4 separate regions of the Mus musculus genome follow, and regions 1, 3 and 4 are each linked to region 2. The links are chromatin contacts, called in public Hi-C and promoter capture Hi-C maps. All regions are on one chromosome and are shown on one strand. The core of a region is the stretch at or near the end of the contact, and the rest is flanking DNA. Distances in the headings are between cores, read along the strand shown. Region 1 holds the start of Etfdh (electron transferring flavoprotein, dehydrogenase). Region 2 holds the start of Nmd3 (NMD3 ribosome export adaptor). Region 3 holds the start of Gmps (guanine monophosphate synthetase). Region 4 holds the start of Dhx36 (DEAH (Asp-Glu-Ala-His) box polypeptide 36).

Region 1 (3,840 bases), core at 657-3,156, 9.9 Mb after region 2:
ATTACATGGTTAATATTTTTAAATATTTTAACAAAATAGTTTCTCAAGTGATACCTGGCATCAAGACAATAAATTTGAATGAAGTGGGGAAAAAAAAAACATTTGGAGTAGAAGTCTAATGTCTTGTAAATACTATACATTTCTTTTGATAATTTTAAAGAGGTAGGGAAACAAATCTTCCCTAGCTTGTTTTGCACATTAAAAAGTATTATATTGCTGGGCAGTAGTGGTGCAGGCCTTTAATCCCAGCACAGGCAGAGGCAGGTGGATGGAGCTCTGTGAGGTTGAGGCCAGCCTGGTCTACAGAGCCAGTTCCTGGGCAGCCAGGACCACACAGAGGAACTCTGCCTTGAAAAAAAATCAATCTATCAGTCGATGATATTGAAATACTTTATTAAGTCCAAGATTAAATCTTTTTTTTTTTACCCTAATTCACGGGGGAAAGATATTTATAAGTACTTATAGGCAAATTTGGTTGAGTTCAAACATACTATCATCATTTAAAAGGTATTTATTATACCCTGTAGTTTACCATATACAAGTTATCATTTACTTCTGAAAATTCATTCTATTATTTGTACAGCTACTAATTTGCTCGAGAACAGTTGGAACCGTGGCCTCTGATTCCCACCAGAGAATTTTAAAAAGGTATAACGTTTATTCCTTTGCTTAAACGAGCATGGTATCTCTCATGACCCATCTGAACATTTAGGCATAAAGACAGAGTTCCAGTAGAAAGCAAAGTCAGAGTCACTGAACACCGGATCAGCCATACACGACATACTTAGCACATTTAGTTGTCACCACTAGAGGTAACACTGAGTAATGAAAATGTAACAAATTAGCGTTTAAAGAAAAGTCACTGACTAGATCCAAGACTGCATCTAAATTAGACTGTAAACTGATGGCTCTCAAAGCATACCATCTTCTGTGGATAATAGATGCTTGGTTTGAATATACACCATATTGTTTAAACAAGTATACAAATACTTGTTTAAAAATCCCACAGCCAAATTAACTTCAGTAAAGATTTATATTAAGCCAGTTACAACAGAATTCAAGATCCTCTAAACTTCTGTTTGAACGAGGGGGTTGTTTTTAAGTAAAAACTTAAAACTATCCTGCAACTGCTTTAAGAAACACCCATAACAGAAACGCCTGGTGTTAACTCTGGATAATGCAGAAAAAATTCCGACTCCAGACATAATTGGTAATATATGAGTTAATACGATATGAGAGCTCAGACTTCAATTAAGATTAGACTATTATGGCTGCAAAGTCAGGTCAGAGCCAAGGCGAAAACCCACACAAGTTTTTCTTTCTTTCCCATTCCTAATAAGGCGGCAGATAATACCTGAGCCTTGAGGTAAAGATTAGGAGCGGCATTTGGGGGAACTCCACCGAGGGGGCAGTGTTGACAATTTTCTCTTCTCATGACCTTTAACCTAGATGATAATTCTGCCAACTGGGGCAACTCCAAGGTCGGTAAGGTAGGGTCGGCCACCAGGCGCTGACAGCATTGACCTTTGCCCTAGTTTAGCCTAAGACAATAGACAAGGAAAGAGATGCTGGCAGTACCCCGGGTGTGGCCCCAGTCTTGTTTTGTCCCAACTTATCCACCTTGCTCCTTCTGTCCCCACCAGGAGTTTCGTCTCACCAGGGCAGGACAGCTTGGTTAGTCGCACCAACATGTTCAAAGTGACCCGGAGACTTGACCAGATACAAAGGAGAGAGGCGTGGGTCTGCGGCTTGCCGAGGGTGCTGGACTTCTAGGCTACGAGGGGCGCCATCACCTGCCAAGAAGCCCCGACTGCTCAGCTTCTGTCAGCGTCTGGGCTCTGCCGACCGCCCTTGCTTCGCGGCGTACCCGCCCCTCTTCTGCTTTGCGCCGGCGCCACAGAGGACACGAAGGCCAGTAAGGTTTCCGGGTCACATACAAGCCAGGAAAAGGCAGAAGACTCCATCTCCCAGTCATCCTCAGCCAGGAACCTAGTGTGCAGAAGAGGCCGACAAGCTCTCGCGTGTGCGCATGCGCCCTAGAAGCATAGCGAGGCTGATTTGCTAGGCATTCTGGGAGTTGTAGTGTTTAGCTCCTGGAGCTGTGCGCAGGAGCCTGGTGACGCCTGGCTTGATATCTGATTGGCTGTCTGGAAAAAATGAGACGTACTTGGGGTCCAGGGCAGAGACAAACGAGAAGATGGGGCGGGACTCCGTGTGGGAGGAGGCGGAGCCTATGGGCTTTGGGCGCGAGCGGTCGAAAGGCAGTTGGTGAGGGTTCGGTTGCTTGATCCGGTCCAGTAGCCCCAGCTCACTCCCATGGCTGACTCTGAGGAGTTTCGGGCTTCTTCGCCGCCGCCGCCGCCTCCCTCATCTCCGTCGTCAGGCGCCTCTTCGTCGTCCCTCAGCATGCCAGTGAGTTTGGGCTGGCGGGATCCGAGCAGGAGTCCCGGTCCAACCGTGGACCCGCTGGAGCAAGTGGAGCTGCAGATCGGAGACGTGAGTGTCGCCGTTGCGGCTGAGAGCTGATTGCAGCTAGGGTGCTCCTGCCTGCGGTTCTTGGAGTTGAGGGCTAGCCTCGGCTCTCTCTTCCCGCATCTTTCTTTCCTTCTCCTTCTGCTAGCGGTCATCCGCAGCCCCGCTGCCAGGATCCTCTCTCCGCCTCCTCCCATCCCTCGGAGCACTTTGGGCGGTCATAGCTTGCCTCCTTGCCCATTGGTGCTTTCTAAGGGACTCGAGCTTGTGCTTCTAGTTGGCCACCAGCCCAGGGCCAGCTGGTGATGCTGTTGTGTGTCGCTTACTTGGCTCTGTGTTGGACTTGAGTGGACCAGGGCTAATCACAGCCGGCAGATGGATTTGATAGGACAGTTTAGAACAGAATCTTGCAATGCAAAAATTCTGTAAAGTTTTTGTTCAATCTCGAATTCCCAGAAATAACTTCCTGACCCCAACACGTATAACGCTGAGGGGTTGGAGGGTCACAGCGGCACTTTATTTATTTATTATTAGGTATTTTCCTCATTTACATTTCCAATGCTATCCCAAAAGTCCCCCATACCCTCTCCCACTCCCCTACCCACCCACTCCCACTTTTTGGCCCTGGCGTTCCCCTGTACTGAGGCATATAGAGTTTGCCAGTCCAATGGGCCGTTCTTTCCATTGAAGGCCGACTAGGCCATCTTTTGATACATATGCAGCTAGAGTCAAGAGCTCCGGGGTACTGGTTAGTTCATAATGTTGTTCCACCTATAGGGTTGCAGATCTCTTTAGCTCCTTGGGTACTTTCTCAAGCTCCTCCATTGGGGGCCCTGTGATCCATCCAATAGCTGACTGTGAGCATCCACTTATGTGTTTACAGTGGCACTTTATAAGGACTCTTTGAGAGGGAGAAAGGACTGAAGTATGTAGCAGACAATCTTCCTGGAGAGGGTTGTGGAATAACCACACAAAAGATTTGGAAACTAGAACTGGCTGACAGGTTTTTATTCTTTTGTCAAAAGAGATGGCTGAAGTATTAGTCCAGGTCCCTCCCCCCAAACAATACAGGTTACAAATAAATGTGAACAATAAATGCTGACATGATATAAAAAAAGTGTTATTTTATATTTTTTGGTGAAGAAAGCATTTGATTTAAAAGTGAGTTTTTCATAGCTGTGTGTGATTTTAGATGTTCTGTCAGCTCAGCTTAGAGTATAAGTTCTTTGATTTTATTATTTATTTACTTATTTATAGCTCAAAAATAAGTGTTCATGGGTGAAAATAGTGGAACAGGGCTTTTCTTACTTCGTTACCAGGCAAAGTGAGGAAGTCCTTTGGATGGCTCTGCCACTTTTAGTCAAGAGG
Region 2 (3,847 bases), core at 1,320-3,819:
CTGATTCTCCCATGCTCACGCCACCAGGGCCAGCTCTACTGTGCTGCCCAGGCAAGGCAGGTGTGGGGCCTGCTCTCTCGAGTGATGCAGCCAGCGGTGGTGGGGCCAGCTAACTTGCCTGCCAACAGCCACAAGATGAGGTACATTTTTTTTTTTTTAAATAAGAGAGAACATAGTCCTATTGTTAGAAGTAGTTTTCTATATATTCCTTTCCCAGGCCCAAATGTTACACGATGATTAATCCCAAAGATGGTTGTGAGTAGTTCCTCTCTCCATATGAAGAGAGGAGGTACCATATGCTTCCACGTCATACTAACCGTAGATTCGTTGCTATGGGTGGGTGATGGTATTATTATTATAGAACTATCTTTTTTTGTTTTTTTTTTTTTGTTTGTTTGTTTTGGTTTTGTTAGATATGGTTTCTCTGTGTAGCCTTGGCTGTCCTGGAACTCACTCTGTAGACCAGGCTGGCCTCGAACTCAGAAATCCACCTGCCCCTGCCTCCCAAGTGCTGGGATTAAAGGCGTGCACCACCACCGCCTGGCTGATTATAGAACTATCTTAATTCTGTGTCTTTCTGCACCTTTGGTGCAAGCAGAGCCTGTAGGCACCAAGGTATGAAGTTACCACAGCAAGAATTACTCACAGCTCACAGCTCTGATCCTCTTCATTGTTCCCAGACACTTACCTCCAAGACTACAGGAGTGTGGCGAGGAGGAGAATGAGGTGGAATGGAAAGACTATTAGTAATATTTTCTTCAAACCCCTCCCCTATTCAAATGAATAGGTTCTTGGGTCCTTCATATTTGTTCATTTATGAATAATAAATAACTGCCCCTTAGCTATAACTTTCAAATATGAACTTCATGCCCAATCCAAAAAGGAAATCCTCCCACTTCTATTTGATAAGATGAATTCAAATTTAAACCCTCTTCATTGGGGAACAAAGACCCTCTACTGTCATAGGGTCCTGGAGTCCAATTAGAGTCATTAGCCTAAATTGGAATAGTGTGATCCTCTAGATATGCCACTTGGCTAAAGGCAGGCTTAGTAAGAAAAATTCTTTGCCTCATTTACCTGAATAGTGCCGACGGTTAATATGAGTGCAGGAGCCCACAGAAGATAGAGGCATCCCCCTGGAGTTGAAGTTATAAGCCATTCAAAGATGATAATACGGATGCTGGGTACTGAACTCTAGTGTTTTGCAAGAATAATAGTATGGACTACTGAGCCATCTCTTCAGACCACTTTCCCCTCTTTATGCAGGTGCTGGGTATCCAACTCAGATCCTCGAGCCTGCATGGCAAGCACCTTACTGACTCAGCCATCTCCCCAGCCTCCAACGCTAAGGCTTCTATTGGAGTTCTTAGGACTCTCATGTATAGAATCATAGCATCTGCAAATAAGAATATTTTGGTTTCTCCCTTTCTTATTTGTATTCCCTTTATTATTTCCCTTGTCTTACAGCCCTAGCTAAAAACTTCCAACACTCTATTAAAAGTGGAGAACATAAACACCCTTGTCTGTTTTAGTAGAAATTAGGCATATCTTTAAAAAACAAGTAACTAAAGTTTATACTGTAGTTACATTTCCATGTTCATTATAAATGTCTTATAAAACACAGATGATTGTGTGGAGCTGGAAAGGTGGTGGCTCAGCAGTTAAGAACATCTGCTACTCTCTCCCAGGACCAGAAGAGCTTGGTTCTCAGCCTCTGTGTTGGGCAGTTTCAAACCACCTGTAACTCCAGCTCCGGGGCGTCTGACACCTCTTCGGACCTTAGAAATGCTAGGGTCTTCCTTTTGACATCAGTTTCGGTTACAGTTGCGGATTTACCTGTTTTCATCTATTTTGTGGATCCACTTCTGAGAAAAATATGTTTCAGATGATTTCTTTAAGAATAATACTTTTCTTTAATGAAAAACATTTTATATTTTCTGCTTACTATTAAAAGTACAGTGTTTGCAATATAATAGAGAGTTTTCAGTTTTTCTTTCTTTTCTTTTTCTTTTTGCATCAACTGTTTAGTAAACAGCGATTCGATACTCTTAAGTTGTCCATGGTGATATTTACAGTGGCCATGTTTCTTTAGAAAGATCCATGTATTTTATGTATTTGAGTGTTTGGCCCGCATGAATATATATGCACCAAGTTTGTGGTTGGTGGCCTCAGAGTTAAGAGGGCGGCAGATCCTCTCCAAATGGAACTCTAGACGTCAGTGAGCCCACCCTGTGAGTGCTGGGAATTGAACCCAGGTCCTTTGTAAGAACAACTGCTTTTAACTGCTGAGCCCTCTCCCCAGGAGCTGAGAAGTGCATTTTAAAGATACGGGGGCGGGTGGAACGGTGAGCCTATCACAGACACCAAACTGTTGTAATCACTGTCCCGAGCCTGCTCAGCTCGCCCGGTCTCCCGTATCCCCACCCACTCACTCCATAGGCCCCGCCCCTTGCTACACGTGTATTCTTTGACCCCGCCCACCCGTCCCCTTCTCCCGCACCCTTCAGCACGCGGGATTTCCGGTTCTCCTATCGCGAGATCTTCGTAGGTGTGTAGCGCGGCTGAGGTAGCCGGTAGTGCGTCCTGGCCGGCGGGTTGCCCGCTGTGGGTGTATTTCGCCCTGTCACGGAGCTGCTGGTAGGTTCTGGGTGGGAGACCCGGCTCCTGCGCCAACAGCGGCCAGACGAGGGAGCGAGCCGGGCCCTGTACCCGGGCTGCGAGCGGCCCGCACGGGCGCCGGGGCGTGGGTGTGGGGCCGAGGCCGGCCGCATGCGGAGCCGCGGCGCGGAGGAGGGCGGAAGGGCCGTGCTGGGCGGCGGCTCGCGACCCCCGGGCTTGTGTGCCGCACGCATGGCTGTCCCCGAACTCAGGAGACTCGACCTGATGGATCCAAGTCTCACCGGTCCTTCCCTCCCCTTGATAGGTCGCGCGCGAACCATGGAGTACATGGCAGAGTCCATTGAGCACAGCCCGGGACACATGTGAGTTGCGAGCCCGCCCTGATCGATCCCTTGGCGTCTGCAGATCGTAAAATACCGAGAAAACGGTTAACGCTAGCAGGAGAGGTCCTTTTCTCGGTGGGAGAAAACGGTTGGGTCTTGATCGCATAGGAAGTCTACCCCATTTTAAGTCCGGTGTAGAAAAAAATGAGTGCTTTGAGAAGACGTCCTCCTAGAGGGGCACGAGTGGACGTGTACGGTTGTCACCCGGCTCCTCTGTCGTGCTAGCCACATGGTATGCGGTGCTCACGTGCAGCTAGTGGCCACCACTGGAAGATTATCTTAGTTTTCTTTGGGCAGCCGTGGGCCACGGTGGCGGAGGTTCACAGACTTTTTCTGCTGTTTCGTTGAAATCTTACTTTCGATGGAGCCAGTCCTGTTAGATTGGCCCTGGAATTCACTCTGTAGCCACGGCTGACCTTGAGAGCCTTGTCCCTTCAGCCTTAGCCTCCCAAGTGCTGCGATTATGTCAGGCCTGCTTCACAAAATTTTTCTGCCTCCAGTACACTATAGAGTTATACTCCTGTAGCTTAGAGCATCGGTAGGCATAGGTGCTCTTCTTGTCCTGTATTTTTGTCTATTTCTCCTTTTAAAAATTACTTTGTAACATAAAATACAGGGTTTCATTATATTTTCATGTATATAGGAGGGTCCGCATATTTAACATTGTACAGCGTTCATATTTACCCTACCATTGATCTTCCTTAACCCTCCTACCCCCTCACAGGTCCCTTTCCTTTCCTTAATAATCTCCTTTCTGTTTTCATGGAATACGTACATTTTCCTTTACTGTTCATTGTGGGTCCCTGTAAAGGGGGCCTGTTCGCATCTACGCATTGTAGATGCTC
Region 3 (4,166 bases), core at 1,626-4,125, 5.7 Mb before region 2:
CTGATGATGGCTGACTAGGCCATCTTTGGGTCTGGGGGACTTTTGGGATAGCATTTGAAATGTAAATGAAGAAAATACCTAATTAAAAAAAATAAAAGTCTTGAAAACATTCACCACACACACACAAAATGAACATCTTGTTTTCTCAGCACCATTTGTGAAAGATCCCACTTTTTAGCTAATGTATCAAATATCAGATGGTTGTAGCTATGTGTGGTTGTTTGTCCTCATTGTTTTGATTTTTTGATTTTTTAATTATTTTTTTATAGATAGCATTTCTCTGTGTATCTCTGGCAGTCCTGGACTCAGTTTGTAGATCAGGTTGGCCTCGAACTCGCAAAGATCCACCTGCCTCTACATAACCATGCCCAGCACCATATTTTTTTTATTACTATGACTCTATAGTATTTCTTGAGGTCTTGGATAGCAGTTCCTCCATCATTGCTATTTTTGCTCAGAATTAGTTTGGCTGTCTGGAATCTTACATGGTTCTATAAACCATAAAGTTTTTTAAAGCAATGAGAAATGGATCTATGCTTGGATTGTAATTCATCCAATGAATAAAAGGCAGAGAAACAATTTTGTTTGCAAGCTAAAGCAAGATTAGAAAAGGCTACAGAGGCTGGGAATGAAAGCCCCAGATTCCATTCTTAGTATGTTAACAGGAAAGAAAATTAGAAGAGGCTATAAGCTTCAACCTAGAATACTCTCCCTGGGAATTCAGACCTGATACAGAGGTAAGGGAGAGGCTGCAGCGAGCTGAAGATGCTCTGAGGGTCAAAGTGTTCCCGCCCTCAAAAGATATTCTCAAAGCCATGTCAAAAGTATGAATGAGAAAGCCTTTAGAACAGATTATTCTAAGTCCCAGCCTTTGGGCTACTCTATCTTCGGCCTGGTAGAGGCAGCCTTTAGACTGCTTCAGCTAATACACTATCACGGAGAAAAGATGTTCTTGATGGATAAACTCTGCCCTAATTGCAGAAAAAAGTCTCCTTTAATGATCAGGTTTAGAGGTATTGTTTTCATAAAGAAATAAATAACTGGATATAATCATAGGCCAGTTATTTTGTGGAATGTGTCTTTAATTGATGTTCCTTTCTTTTATGAATTTTAGGCAGAACTACAGTAACATTCTCCTCATTTTATTTAGACCATCAAGTGAGACATGACACTGACCTACTGTACTATTTGTGATATTCATATTGATCACTCAAGAAAGGCTGACTTGAGGCACTTCTAAAGTTGCTAAATTTTGTAAGATGTGGTAGCATATACACTTGGGAGGCTCATGCAGTTGGATCATGTCTAGTTCATAGCTATCAAGGGTTAACAGTGAAACTCTACTCAAAAACAAGCAAAGACAGAAAAATTTGCTATTTTACATTGCATAAGTAATAATGTGGGAAGATACTCTGTGACAGTATAAATAAAACTTGCTTCTTATCTTCCACTCTTTAATTTTAGCATCTACTAATATTTCATGTCCTAATTTACTATTGTTATGATAGCTGAAAATGATTCTTTAACATTTCCAGCTTTTATTACTTGATAGTTTATCATAAATCCTATCTGTGTCCTTTATCATCCACAGCAGTTCTCCTTTCCTGTCTTTTTCTATGTGTCCTAGGCTGGCCTCCAACTCACAGGGATGCACTAGCAAGTGTTAGGACACCAATGACACCTGGCTTCTTCCTTCACATCAGCCATTCTTTTTTGCTGTTGCTTGCAAAAGTTCTTATTTCATTGTGTGTGTGTTGGGGGGGGGGGGGTTATGTGTACATGTGTTTATAGGCACTGAGGCCATGGGAGGATGTTGGGTTTTCTTTTTTCCTTTCCTTTCCTTTCCTTTCCTTTCCTTTCCCTTTCCCTTTCCCTTTCCCTTTTCCCTTTTCCCTTTTCCCTTTTCCCTTTTCCCTTTCTTTCTTTCTTTCTTTCTTTCTTTTCTTCTTCTTCTTTTTTTTTTTTTTTTTTTTTTTTTGAGACAGGGTTTCTCTGTATAGCCCTGGCTGTTCTGGCACCAGAGTGAGAGAGAGAGAGAGAGAGATCAAGAGCCTCTGAACATTTTTCTTTTAATTACTTTCTTTCCTTATTTTTAAAAATCTGAGCCGGGCGTGGTGGCGCACGCCTTTAATCCCAGCACTCGGGAGGCAGAGGCAGGCGGATTTCTGAGTTCGAGGCCAGCCTGGTCTACAAAGTGAGTTCTAGGACAGCCAGGGCTATACAGAGAAACCCTGTCTTGAAAAACCAAAAAAAAAAAAAAAAGAAAAAAAAATCTGGCCTGGAACTAAGATGTGCCTGCCTCAGCCTCCAGATTGCTGGGATCAAAGGTGGTGACTGGCTACCATACATTCTTACAAAAGAAAAAAGAAACAGACAAACAAAAACTAAACAGGCAATCAAATAAATATAATTTCTTCAACAAGGTAGGCTCTCTGAGGAATCTACAGCTTATTGTTAAAAAACAGAGGTGATGGCACACACCTTTAATTTTAGCACTTAGGAGTCAGAGGCAGCTGGATGTAACTTTGAGGCTAGCCTGGTCTGCTGAGTGACCTTATTTAGAAAAACAACAAAACCAAAATAAAACAAAAAAAAACCAGAAAAATTGAGCCACTATTTGTGACACGGTGAATCCATTACTTAAATGTATCTTGCAGTTTATAAAAACTTGAAGTTTGAGGTGGTATGTAGCCACTACTTAATTATTGTCAGCTATCACATCCAGTTCTATTGCCCAGACTGGGGGCATGGCTGATGCTTTCCTTTCTGGTAGGTTTGGTGTTATCTTCCCGGGGTGACGACGAGGGCGGGGCTTGCATGGTCCCGCCTCTAAGAGGCGGGGCCGGTTAGAGGAGGTCGGGCGGAAGCTGGAGGCAGGGCCTGCGCGCGCTTCTGTGTTCTGAGGCCGCTGTTAGGTTCCGGGCTGCTCTTGTTCTTCACGCTTCTGCCGGTCCCGGTGTTGAGCCTCTGGCGTCCAGGCCTTGCCAGCAGTCTGCACCCGCGGCGTTGGTCCCCGATGGCCCTGTGCAACGGAGATTCCAAGGTCAGTCTGTGATTGGCGTCTCTGCCGCCCTCCGGCAGCGTGAGCGAGACCTGGGGGTCCGTCCGTCTCCCTCGGCCGGGTCAGTGGCGCTCTACATGTGTCAGCCCGGCCTGCGGCGCGGCTTTATTGCATCCGAGGCGCTTTGTTGGCTTTGCTAGTGAAGCATCGAGTTCCAGCGGAGAGGCGACCTGGCTGTGGGCCGCGATTCTTGGGGACTTCGGGGCCCTTCAACCGCAGGGCAGGGTCGGGGCCTCGCCTGCGGCGGTCCGGCCAGGCGGGCCTGTATTCTTTCCAGCCTAGTGCAGGCCTTTCTGACTCTATTGACCACAGCTTCTGTTCCTGGGCCCAGGTGTGCTTCTCACCCTCTTCTCCCGCCATCCTCGGAGGGGTAGAGTTAAAGGTTCTGCTCCTGCGCACTCTGTCTCGTGTATTACGTGCTAGTTTTCGGGGACATTTTCCCGCCTTTGGGGCCTTTTCTTGGGAGCCAGGTTCTCCACGGGTGCTGGAAAAAGTTAACTGCGTTAGCCAAGACGCGAGAGCGTTGGGCCGTTGATGCCCGTTTGTGGCTTCCAACTCCCAGCCTTAGACATCGTTCTTAATTGCCTGGTCTGAATTGGTCCCCTTTCCCTTCCGACCTAATCGTCTTTGACCTGGAGAGCTTTCTGACCTTCACAAAGTCAGTTTTGTCATCGAGAAACTGCGGTGTTGGAATATAATTTACTTTAGCAAGGTGTACATCACGCTTGTGCATGCTTGTGACCTAGCTTTAGCAATCTGGTTAAATTTCTCTTCGGGTGTATGAAACTCCAAACTTTTGGATAGCTGTTCTAGAGCCAGGAATAATTTCTGCCCTTGCAAACATGGAGCTTAAGTGTCACAAACTCGCGAATGGCTGCTTAATATGTAGGAATCATTCAAAAACCTGTGTTGAACAAATGAATAAACATTATTAGGTAGCTCCTATATTTTCAAACCTAGGCACCTGTCATGGTCTGAAGAATAAGTCTCACCTTACAGTTTTGTACATTTGTCTTTAATTTTTAATCTTACAACTCACTGGAACTCATCTTTATGGTGGATGAGTTCGCTGCGGTTTTATAGAACCTACTGCGATCTAGAAGAA
Region 4 (3,587 bases), core at 886-3,385, 7.2 Mb before region 2:
AAGGTCACAGAATTAGAAAGGCTGCGAAGCCTTGCTCATCCAGAAGCCCTCACTTGTAGCCCAGTAACGGCTAACTATCTCTATCTTTTAAGATCCTTTCATTTGACTAGAAAGCCCATATCCTCCTATTTAGTAACATAGCATTCTGTCTATGGCCCTTAGCACACATCATCTCTATAAATTAGGTACTATAATAGTAAGTTTGCCATACACATATATGGAAAGAACTATGAGGACCCACTGGAGTATTTTCATCTGCAAGCATGAGGCTTGTTTGAATGTAAAAGCGATGGAAATTCTAGGATAAAAATCTTATCAAGCCAAAAGTGCTGAAAAGAATTATACCAATTGAAAACCATGTTTAGAGATAATTCAAAGACTCGTTTTAGAGAGGAAAATGGTAAAAAAAAAAAAAAAAAAGTAATAAGGAGCAGAAATCATAAATGATTACATCAGCCTCAGAGCTTGAGCTGGGAAAAATCAACCCAAGGAGGGTTACAGGTTACAGCCAGATCACATGGTTCCCAGGCAACACCAATGAGAGGCAGAAGCTGCATGGCTTCAATAAACAAGTTGGGAAGTAAAGAATAAAATGATCTAAAGACCACTTAAGGAATCACGTTTTAAGAGACCACAATGGGACTGGGGTGGGCGGCTATAATTCAAATAACAAGTTAAGAGGTCTGACCCATACTTGCTGCAGAGATAAGCAAGAAAGCAGAGCAAACAGATTTCCCAAAATGAAAAGAGAAAAATCAATGCTCACTTCCACATGGCAGGTGAATAAACAACACTGGCATTTGCTAAAGTGGAAGTTTGGGGATGGGACTGGGATCAAGGGGTCAACTAATAAAAAAAGCCTAGCCCTGAGGTGTGCACATATGAAATCCCAGCACTGGGAATGAAAAGAGGACTAGGAGTACAAGGTCAGCCTGCACTATGTAGCATCAATATCCAGGGCACAAGTTACGTGTGTCCTGTGTATATCTGGAAAGATCCGCTTATTGAACTTATTTGTTTAGGTATTTCTTTCCCCCTATTAGAATGCAAAGGTCTTTAGCATTCAAAAAAGCATGTATGAAACAGTGTCCAAACACTTAAAGATTCTGCGCAATGATGGAGTTACTTAGACCAGGTCACTCAAAAACCATTATGTTTGCTGGGTTGGTGGTGCACACCTCTAATCTCGGAGGTAGGTGGATCTCTGTGTGTTCAGGGCCAACCTGATTTACAGAGCAGGTTCAGAACAGCCAAGGCTACACAAACCCTGTCTCAGGTAAAACAAAACAAAACAAAACAAAACAAAACAAAACAGACAACAAAAACACGATGCTTCCTATACTACAGGTCTTCAAGATACAAACCAAACTGACAATTTCCTGATGAAATTAGCCAAATACTTCTCTACAGCGTCTTCCTTTCAATAAGTCTTAAAAGAGGCGCTGCTAGTCAACAGAAAATTCAGAACAGAAAGGGAGAAAAAAAAAAAAAAAAAGACCAGCATATGACTCACTTTAATGCTAATACTATTACCTAAACTACTTTTTTCTCCAAGATCTACACACTTAAGACAGTGTTTTAATGCTTTTGTTGGCTGCTTCGGGGAAAAAACTTAAAGGTGACAGCAAGCATTCTAAATGATTGCATCCCCTAATAAGAGTCGGCTTGGCTAGAGTCTGAATTTAGCATTCACCCTCAGTTCAGTTCTCAAGTCCGTAAACAGAGCATGCATCGGCTGCAGCAGTGATGGCTTGGGATGGAGGCGCAACCCATCGGGTGACCCGTTACCCGGGGCTCGACAGAGGTTGCATCGAGCTCGAGCAAACGCCAGGGAGAGCAAACGCGTCCTGACGAGACCTCCATACCTCCTGCCTCTCAGCCTCCTTGTTCTTCTGCGTCTGCTTCTTGGCGTACCACAGGCCGATCTCGCGACCCTTAAGGTGTGCGGGATGCCGGCCCCGGCCGCCGCGGCCCCCTCCGCCGCCGCCCGAGCCCCGGCTCCCTCCGCCGCCGCCGCCGCTGGAGCCCTGGCCGGAGCCCCGTGGGCCCCCATCGCGGCTCCAGCTCTGATGATAGTCGTAGCTCATTGTCGGAGCCGACTAGCAGCTCTGCCAAAACTCAACCGCTGAAAATGGCGTCCGGGCCCGGAAGCGGGCGCACATTCCCCTCTGCTTTGCTTCCGGCGCCCAGCGCGAGAGGGCGGGACGTTGAGTGTCACAAGCAGACATTTCCGGTGACGTCACGGACGGCGCCAGCGGTGTGAGCCGCGGTTCGTGTTCTGGCCAGAAACTTAGCTCCTGGGTGGGCGTCCTTCGGATGGCGGGGAATTTAAACTAGCCTGAGAAAATGTGGAAATTTGAGTGAATTTTAATTACTTTGTTAAACCTAGAACTTATTTGCAAAGCCATGCAAATACATACCCAACAAAACCATCGACCATTGTGTACTCTGTCCTCAAAGACCAAAGAAGTTCTTATTTCTTAGAAAACGCCTGGCACCTCTTTCAGTCAAATATACGCACCCAAATACCTTCTTTAAAGACTCTCTAATACTAGGCTTGGAGAGACGGCTCAGCCGTTAAGAGCACTGACTGCTCCTCCTAGAAGTCATGAGTTCAATTCCTAGCAACCACATGGTTGCTCACAACCATCCATAATCAAATCCCATACCCTCTTTTGGTGTGTCTGAAAACAGCTATAGTAAACTCATATACATAAAATAAATAAATCTTAAAAAAAAAAAAAAACTTTAATCCTGGAACTTGGGTGTCAGCTCAATTGATAAGAGTGCTTGCCTGGCATGGTTTTAATCCCAAACAGTATAAACGGTGTTGTGGTGCAGGTATGCAATCTCAGCAAACAGCAGATGGAAGATGATAAATCAGAATTTGACCCTTAGCTGTATAATGAGTTTGAGGCTGTCATAGGTTACTTGTATCTAATCTGGCAGTTCCTCAGAAAATTAGAAATAGTTCTACCTGAAGACCCAACTATACCACTCTTGTGAATATATGAGAAGATGTCCTACCATACCACAAGGACATGTGCTCCACTATGTTCATAACAGCCTTATATGTAATTGCCAGAAGCTGGAAACAACCAAAGAATGGATACAGAAAATGTGGTTCATTTACTCAGTGGAATACTATTCAGCTATTAAAAATGAGGACATCATGAATTTTGCATGCAAATGAATGGAACAAGAAAATATCCTGATCATCGAAGTAATCCAGACCCAAATGGACATGCATGGTACGTACTCAATGATAAGTGGATATTAACTAAAAAAGTACAGAATACCTAGGATACAATCCACAGTACTTAAAGTTTAACAAGCAGAAAGGCTCAAATGAGGATGCTTCAATCCCACTTAGAAGGGGGAAGAAAATAATCATGGGGGCAGAGGGATGGAGGTAGCCGAATGGAAGGGGGAGGGGAAAATGAAACAGGATAAAGTATTGGGTGGGTGAGCAGGAGAGAAGCCCAGAGGGCCAGGAGAATGAATGGAAATAAGCAGCCAAGGGGATGGGAGGGGCGCGGGGGTCTCTAGAAAGTACTAAAGTACTAGAGACCGGGGAGGTGAGAGAC

What was found. Promoter capture Hi-C pulls out the DNA fragments that hold promoters and counts their contacts. A called contact is a pair of places that touch in the nucleus more often than the background predicts.
Region 1: a contact with region 2 is called in a promoter capture Hi-C map of cranial neural crest. The contact joins the promoter of Etfdh here to the promoter of Nmd3 in region 2. A contact is called at or near these places in 1 of 39 promoter capture datasets (cranial neural crest) and 2 of 484 Hi-C or Micro-C datasets (CD4 T cells and CD8 T cells).
Region 3: a Hi-C map of muscle stem cells shows a contact between it and region 2, with 4 times the contacts expected there. The contact joins the promoter of Gmps here to the promoter of Nmd3 in region 2. A contact is called at or near these places in 2 of 484 Hi-C or Micro-C datasets (CD4 T cells and muscle stem cells).
Region 4: a Hi-C map of B cells shows a contact between it and region 2, with 5 read pairs. The contact joins the promoter of Dhx36 here to the promoter of Nmd3 in region 2. A contact is called at or near these places in 3 of 484 Hi-C or Micro-C datasets (B cells, CD4 T cells and the G1E-ER4 cell line).

The regions. Positions count from the first base shown.
Region 1 is chr3:79,626,861-79,630,700 of GRCm38.p6, forward strand. It overlaps Etfdh (electron transferring flavoprotein, dehydrogenase), which reads right to left and starts at 1,907. Exons shown (of 13, transcript NM_025794.2): 1 at 1,658-1,907. The coding sequence starts at 1,691. It overlaps 4930579G24Rik (RIKEN cDNA 4930579G24 gene), which reads left to right and starts at 2,219. Exons shown (of 2, transcript NM_029482.1): 1 at 2,219-2,496. The coding sequence starts at 2,317.
Region 2 is chr3:69,719,486-69,723,332 of GRCm38.p6, forward strand. It overlaps Nmd3 (NMD3 ribosome export adaptor), which reads left to right and starts at 2,570. Exons shown (of 16, transcript NM_133787.2): 1 at 2,570-2,637; 2 at 2,924-2,981. The coding sequence starts at 2,938.
Region 3 is chr3:63,973,268-63,977,433 of GRCm38.p6, forward strand. It overlaps Gmps (guanine monophosphate synthetase), which reads left to right and starts at 2,876. Exons shown (of 16, transcript NM_001033300.2): 1 at 2,876-3,043. The coding sequence starts at 3,017.
Region 4 is chr3:62,504,853-62,508,439 of GRCm38.p6, forward strand. It overlaps Dhx36 (DEAH (Asp-Glu-Ala-His) box polypeptide 36), which reads right to left and starts at 2,136. Exons shown (of 25, transcript NM_028136.2): 1 at 1,866-2,136. The coding sequence starts at 2,087.